Linked DNA regions of Anser cygnoides: region 1 is linked to region 2. Evidence: chromatin contacts called from public Hi-C data. All regions are on one chromosome and are shown on one strand. The core of a region is the stretch at or near the end of the contact, and the rest is flanking DNA. Distances in the headings are between cores, read along the strand shown.

Evidence for each region. A called contact is a pair of places that touch in the nucleus more often than the background predicts.
Region 1: a Hi-C map of granulosa cells shows a contact between it and region 2, with 2.1 times the contacts expected there. The contact joins the promoter of ZFP36L1 here to the enhancer-like site in region 2. A contact is called at or near these places in 2 of 7 Hi-C or Micro-C datasets (granulosa cells and liver).

The regions. Positions count from the first base shown.
Region 1 is chr5:29,296,722-29,299,870 of Taihu_goose_T2T_genome, reverse strand. It overlaps ZFP36L1 (ZFP36 ring finger protein like 1), which reads left to right and starts at 1,362. Exons shown (of 2, transcript XM_048065239.2): 1 at 1,362-1,590; 2 at 2,133-3,149. The coding sequence starts at 1,534. The coding sequence ends at 3,083. It overlaps LOC125182930 (a long non-coding RNA gene), which reads right to left and starts at 1,184. Exons shown (of 4, transcript XR_010832052.1): 1 at 1-1,184.
Region 2 is chr5:29,232,296-29,235,491 of Taihu_goose_T2T_genome, reverse strand. All of the region lies in intron 10 of RAD51B (RAD51 paralog B), which reads right to left. It overlaps LOC106031667 (a long non-coding RNA gene), which reads left to right. Exons shown (of 5, transcript XR_010832055.1): 4 at 45-246. Among named protein-coding and RNA genes, the nearest start is that of ZFP36L1, 65 kb to the left of the region's middle. Within about 2 kb of position 1,386, at least 2 of the 3 cell types and tissues checked have open chromatin away from gene starts, as enhancers often do.

The sequences.
Region 1 (3,149 bases), core at 113-2,612, 64 kb before region 2:
GTAAACAACTGCAGAAAATAATAGACTGGTCTCTCCCCGGTTACTCCTCGCTTCTGGCCAAGGCGAAAGAAAAGAAACTAGAAAGAGAAGGAAATTCGAGGAACCTGATTGCTCTCCCTAAGTAAATAAAAAAAAAAAAAAAAAGGAAAGAAAGAAAGAAAGAAATCTGGAATAGCCGGAGCCCGTGGGCGTTCCTCTCCTTGGTTGTTTTGGCCGTTCTCGAAGAGCAAAGGAGGGGAAAAAGCTCAGCCGCCAGTTCAAAGTCCGGCTCCTGAGACTCTAAAGCAAACAGCGGAGGAAGCGGCTGAGTTGCTTCAAGTTCTCAAGGCGCTGCCCGCTCGGCTTCGCGCCCTGCTGGGTCCCTGCGGGGGCTGGGAGGGACCCTCGCCAAGGGGACCCCGGCAAGGGGCCCCTCGCCCCCCCGGCCCCTCGCCCGCCCTGGAGGGCAGCCGCCGTGCCGCTGAGGCACCCTGGTATCAGGAAGCCTAGAGACGTTTTGGTTTTTTTACACCGAAACTGCCCCGTCCTCCCCCCCCCCCCCCCGCCATATCAATATCGGTATGAATCACACTGTGCCTACTGAAATCTGGAACAGATTACTTGCTCAGAGACGCATTCTTTTTTCAGTTTTACAACTCAGAGGGGACTGGCAGGAGAGCATACGGGGAGAAGAGGCAGAAACGTATCAAACACCCTTTTAAAACCGTCTTTTAGCAACTTCCACGAGCGCGGCTGCGAGCTCCTTCCCGCCGCAGCGCCTGCCGGCTTGCAATAAAACCGGGAGAAGCGGCAGCGCGGCCCGGGGGCGGCGGAGCGAGCTACACAAAGCCAGCCGGCACCGCCGCGCCGCCGGGGGGGCCCCGCGCCGCCACCCCCCGCTCCAGGGGCGGGCGCCGCGCGGCGCCGCGGGACTTGCGCCACTTTTGCGCGGGGCCGCGCGTTGCACGCGCGCGCGCGCACACACACACACACACACACACACACACACACACACACACACACACACACACACACACTCGCGGGCACGCGCACACACACGCGGGCGCGCGCACAGCCGCCTCCCGCGTCCGGGGCGGGGAGGGGAGCGCTGCCCGCAGGGGCTGTTCTGGAAGGGACGCGCTTTTTTTTTTTTTTTTTTCCTTTTCTTTCTTTTTTTTTTTTTTTTTTCCCCTCCCCTCCTCCCCTCCCCCTCGCTTCTTCCTCCCGAAAAGTTTTTTTCTGGGCCCGCCCGCCCGGGTGATTCAGTCGCGGTGTCAATCACCCTGTCCTCCTCCTCCTCCTCCCCTTCCTCCCGCCGCCGGCTCCTCCTCCCGGGGTAAGTCCGAAACTTTATAAGTTGAGCTTTTTCCCCCAGCCCGCTGGAAGCGGCGAGCGGGCGCGGCGGGCTGGTGGCGGCAGCGGAGGCAGCGCTAGCAGCAGCGGGGGGAGGCAGCGCGCTGGAGGCTGCGAGCTGGAGGCTGCGCCTTACCCACACCGCGACTCCTTCCACTTGCCTGCCGCCGCGCCTGCCGCTTCCCCCCTCGCTCGCCGAAGATGTCCACAGCCCTGGTGTCGCCCACCATCTTCGACCTGAGCGAAGTTTTATGCAAGGTAACCGCGCCGGCTGGCAGCTTCGGGTTGGCGCCTGCAGGGGCTCTCTGCGCTTTTTTTTTTCCTTTACTTTTTATCCCTTTTTTCTTTTTCCTTCCCCCCTCCCCCTTCTCCGGCCGCGAGCAACTTGGGCGGCCGGGCGGGGCGCCCCGCTCGGCTCAGCCCGGGCCCCGCTCCCCGCCTTCGGGGCCGGGCAGGGCCGGGGCCGGTCGGCGGCGCCGGGCGGGGGCCGTGCTCCTGCCGCCGCCCGCTGCAGCGCGCCCGGGCGGGGAGCGGGGAGCGGGGCTGGGCGCAGCCCGAGCCCCCGGCGCCTTCCCCCCGGGGGGCTCTTCCCGCAGCAGCCGCCCCGGTGGTCGTAGGGGCGGCTCGGGGCTTGCTTTGCTCGCAGCAGACGGGTGGGACGCGCGGGGGGGCTGTGCCGAGCCGTGCCGAGCCGTGCCGCCGAGGCTGAGCCCTCCGAGGGCTCCCGGCGTCGCCCTCCCGTCCGGGGAGAGTTGCGGAGGAGGCGGTGGCAGTGACCGGTGCTTGCTTTCTGCCCGCAGAGCAACAAGATGCTGAACTACAGCCCCTCGGGTGTCAGCGGGTGCCTGCTGGACAGGAAGGCGGTGGGCACCCCGGCCGGCGGGGGTTTCCCTAGGAGGCACTCTGTCACCCTGCCCAACTCCAAGTTCCACCAGAACCAGCTCCTCAGCAGCCTGAAAGGGGAGCCCGCGCCCATGCTGGGCCCCCGGGAAAGCCGCTTTCGGGACCGCTCCTTCTCAGAGGGCGGCGAGCGCCTGCTGCAGCAGAAGCAGCCCGGGGGCCAGGTCAACTCCAGCCGCTACAAGACGGAGCTGTGCCGCCCCTTCGAGGAGAACGGCGCCTGCAAGTACGGCGACAAGTGCCAGTTCGCCCACGGCATCCACGAGCTGCGCAGCCTCACCCGCCACCCCAAGTACAAGACCGAGCTCTGCCGCACCTTCCACACCATCGGCTTCTGCCCTTACGGGCCGCGCTGCCACTTCATCCACAACGCCGAGGAGCGCCGCGCCGTGGCGGGCGGCCGGGAGCCCGCCGTCACTGACAGACCCCGCCTTCAGCACAGCTTCAGCTTCGCCGGCTTCCCCAGCACTGCTGCCAGCGGGCTGCTGGACAGCCCCACTTCCATCACCCCGCCGCCCATGCTGAGCGCCGACGACCTGCTGGGCTCCCCCACCCTGCCTGACTGCGCCAGCAACCCCTTCACCTTCTCCAGCCAGGAGCTGGTCAGTCTCTTCGCCCCCAGCATGGGGGTGCAGGTGCCCAGCGGGAGCTCCCCCACCACGTTCTTGTTCAGGCCCATGTCCGAGTCCCCCAACTTGTTTGACTCGCCGCCCAGTCCTCAGGACTCCCTCTCTGACCAGGAGGGCTATCTGAGCAGCTCCAGCAGCAGCCACAGCGGCTCAGATTCCCCTATCCTGGACACCTCAAGACGTCTTCCCATCTTCAGCAGACTCTCCATCTCCGACGACTAATCTGGGGTTTCCTCTTGCTCCCCCCCACCTCTATTACGATTTTAAGCTGAACTCCCCCCACCCCAT
Region 2 (3,196 bases), core at 137-2,636:
CCACTTTCTTTCCAACCTTCCCTTTCTCTCCTCTTTGTCTACAGCTTTTCTTGCCAGCTCCAGACAACTCCAGATGTGTGTCTTTCCCACCAGTATCTGAAGACATTTGGCTCTGGAGACGGGGGATCTGCGTGCCAGCATGCTGCCTGCCGGGGCTGCCAGCCCCAGGGGCTGCGTTCCTGCTGCCGCGCTCTCGCCCCTGGCTGTCCTGACCGACACACTGCTGGATGGAGGGACGGAGTGCTGGTAGGGAACAATTCTGCTTTCTTCCAGATGAGTACAGCCTAGATGTAAAATTGCTTAACGCAGACAAGACACTCTTGCCTTCAAAGTATGTCAGTCGCATTAAAGCCCTGAGGAAAGTTAAGAAAGGAATATATACATTATTTCTGCCCTCCTCTCCTAGATTTAAACTTAAAAAAACAAAACTGTTTTCCTTATATTCCGAGCAAAGAAAAGAGTAATGGCAAACAAGCTTGTATGGAGTTACAACTGCACAAACAAAAATGTTTTTCTGGTAGAGAAATCTTACAAAGAAGTCCTGCTCTTTTTAGACATCATTATTTTGGCAAAACACACCAGATGTTACTGGGAACTCTCCATCTTTTAAAACAGAGAGCTACCATATACAACTTAACACCTTTCAGATGCTTAGATCCTAGTCTAGGCAAGGCCTTTGTGGTTCAAACTCATTTTTCAGGTTCAAACCCACCCTGCCCAATGTCCAACATCCCCACTTCTGCCCTTCTTGGTCAGGGGTGAGCGGGGCCTGGCCCCGTCACCGCTGCTCCCCTGGGAGGGGACCGAGGGGCGCTGCCGGGGCTGGGCCTGCTGGGTGCCTCCTGCAGGCACCCTCACTCGGCCCCGGTGCCGTGGTGCCTAAGTGCACAGAGAGGACGTGTCCTGTCAGTGTGGGTGGGTGGCAGGACAGCTGCTGGGAGTTAAACCTCAGCACTGACCTTTGAGGAAAAACAGGCTGTGGTTCATACGCATCTAAGAAACCCAGAGAAAGTGACTGAAATGAGCTGAACGAAAATAAGCAGGTGTCTCTCTCCCGCTCCTTTCGCAATTTCTGCTCACCCACCCGCATTTTTTTTTGCACTCAAGTTGTCAAGAAAAACGGCAGGAATGAGGTTCCTGGTATAATTACAGCTTGCTGAGAAAATCGCAGCCTGCAGCAGTAATTCCTTCAGTGCTGGAGACAGATGCTGCTGAGGTCTAATCACAGTGTTCCCACTAAGCAGGCCCCGAGTCTAATCTGTCATCAGCTGAGAGGCCGCTGACTCCTGCCACGTGTGAACCGGAGCTGCTCGGCCTGATCCTCTCCCCCGGGCCGGAGCAAGGCAGTGCCAGAGGGAGGGTATGTTTCCATTCACTCCTTGCCCTCAGCGACAGCGATACTGCAACTTCAATGCACTGCTTATCTCTCCTCCATGCCTCCTATCAGGGCCACTCAAAGCCTCGCTGGAAAGGGCTCAAGTGCTTGTTTTCAACTTACAATGCCGTATAGTGACTGCAGTTCAAAAATACAATTTGAGCTGAGATAAGTTGAAGGAGAGGCTTAATGAGAACGGCCTGTAGCTAATTCCTCCTTCCAATATGTATGGTATTTTCTGCTTATTAGGAGGACAAGGCTGCTGCCCTCGGTGAATGATCTTATAGCCCCTGCATGCTAACATCAACAACAGAAAATCAAGAGTATGAGTACAGGCTGATGAGCACAGAAGTAGGAAGAGGAAAAAGCTGAAGTGCTTATATTGAAAAAAGAGCTGGGAGAGAGCACATGCGTGAGGAGAGACTGCACACATCTCCTGTGGGTTACACACAGTTGCTATTGCCATCAAACGTTCTCACATTAAAAAGCTGGTGTTCTGTAGAAGCCTGTGGCCAACTCCATTTCTTAGTCTTCAGCAATTTTTCTGAACCTGCACGTGGTAGCTGTGTGCACACGACGATGCACCAGGTCTGTACAGAAGTAGTGGATATGGTGGCTTCTCGGTCACTGAGGAGGGAGGGGGAACAAAGCGTGGCACGATGTCTCAAAGAGGGGAAGGAGTGACTCATACAGGAAGAAAAACAAAGCAAAGATGAACTTAGAGCATAAGAGAAGAGGTAGACTGTTGGCTGTAAATCAACTTTCTTGCACTCAGAAGGGTGAGTATTACAGCGTGAGGAGTTGTGCTTGACAGTAATGGAAGTCCAAGGAAGTTTGATTAAGATTAAATGGCAGTCACTGGCCAACACAGAAAAGAGGCTTTAAGGTGAAAATCAAAGACAGGAAGTGACTAAGTAGGTCAGAAGCTGTGGGTAGTGAGCTGGATAGATTAAATGGGACTTGGAGCGACTAAGTTAGCTCTGCTAATGACACATGATAACACTCAAAATGTCGCCAAGTTTAACAAATCTGACTCTGAAATCACCTTCAACGTCCTGATATCAAATCAGAGATTGCTGAGCTCTAATAGTATCTACATCAGAGCAGATAATGTATGTGTTTTAACAAGAGATTGGTTTTGCAGTCACTTTTTGACCCTGCCAAGCTTCCTGTAAATAGTACGCTGTTTTGACTGAACAGGATTTCTTCATAAGGACTGAGGAAAAATGACCTGACTAATAGAAACTGTTTGACTCTGAGAAGGGCAGCTCCTGCAGATTGAAAAGACAGATGCAGTGGAGAAACTCCTTTCCACCCTAAATTCAATAAGTCTTTGATTCAGCAGCTGTGTTCATACTCTGGAAAGCCGGAAGAGAACGGTCACCTTGTATTTTTATACCTGATGAGAAAACCCCAGATTGTGTGTGTGCACTGGGACAGTTCAATGTGCGTCTATTCCATCTTCAAAGAGGCTTTCAATGCTCTTTCAGATGTGGGGTGTGAGGAAGGGTGAGAACTGCTAAAGCCAGCCCCATCCTCATTAAATCTTTGCCCTCTCCGGAGCAGGCATGCAAGTGGAGAGAATAGAAGATATGCATGAGCAACTGAGCATCTGTGGCCTCATGACCTTTGACTGTTGTATTATGGGAAATGTATTCTTCGGTTGCTATGCTTTTCTAATTCATTTGTATTTTCCTTCAGTGACTCCCTTGTATTTTCTTTGGTGCTCCTGTGTAATGGTTTCAAGGAATCACAGATAGCTCCCAGTTAAGCATGCATACAATAGCTTTAATTAAATGTTTGCAAGTATCCCACAGTAAT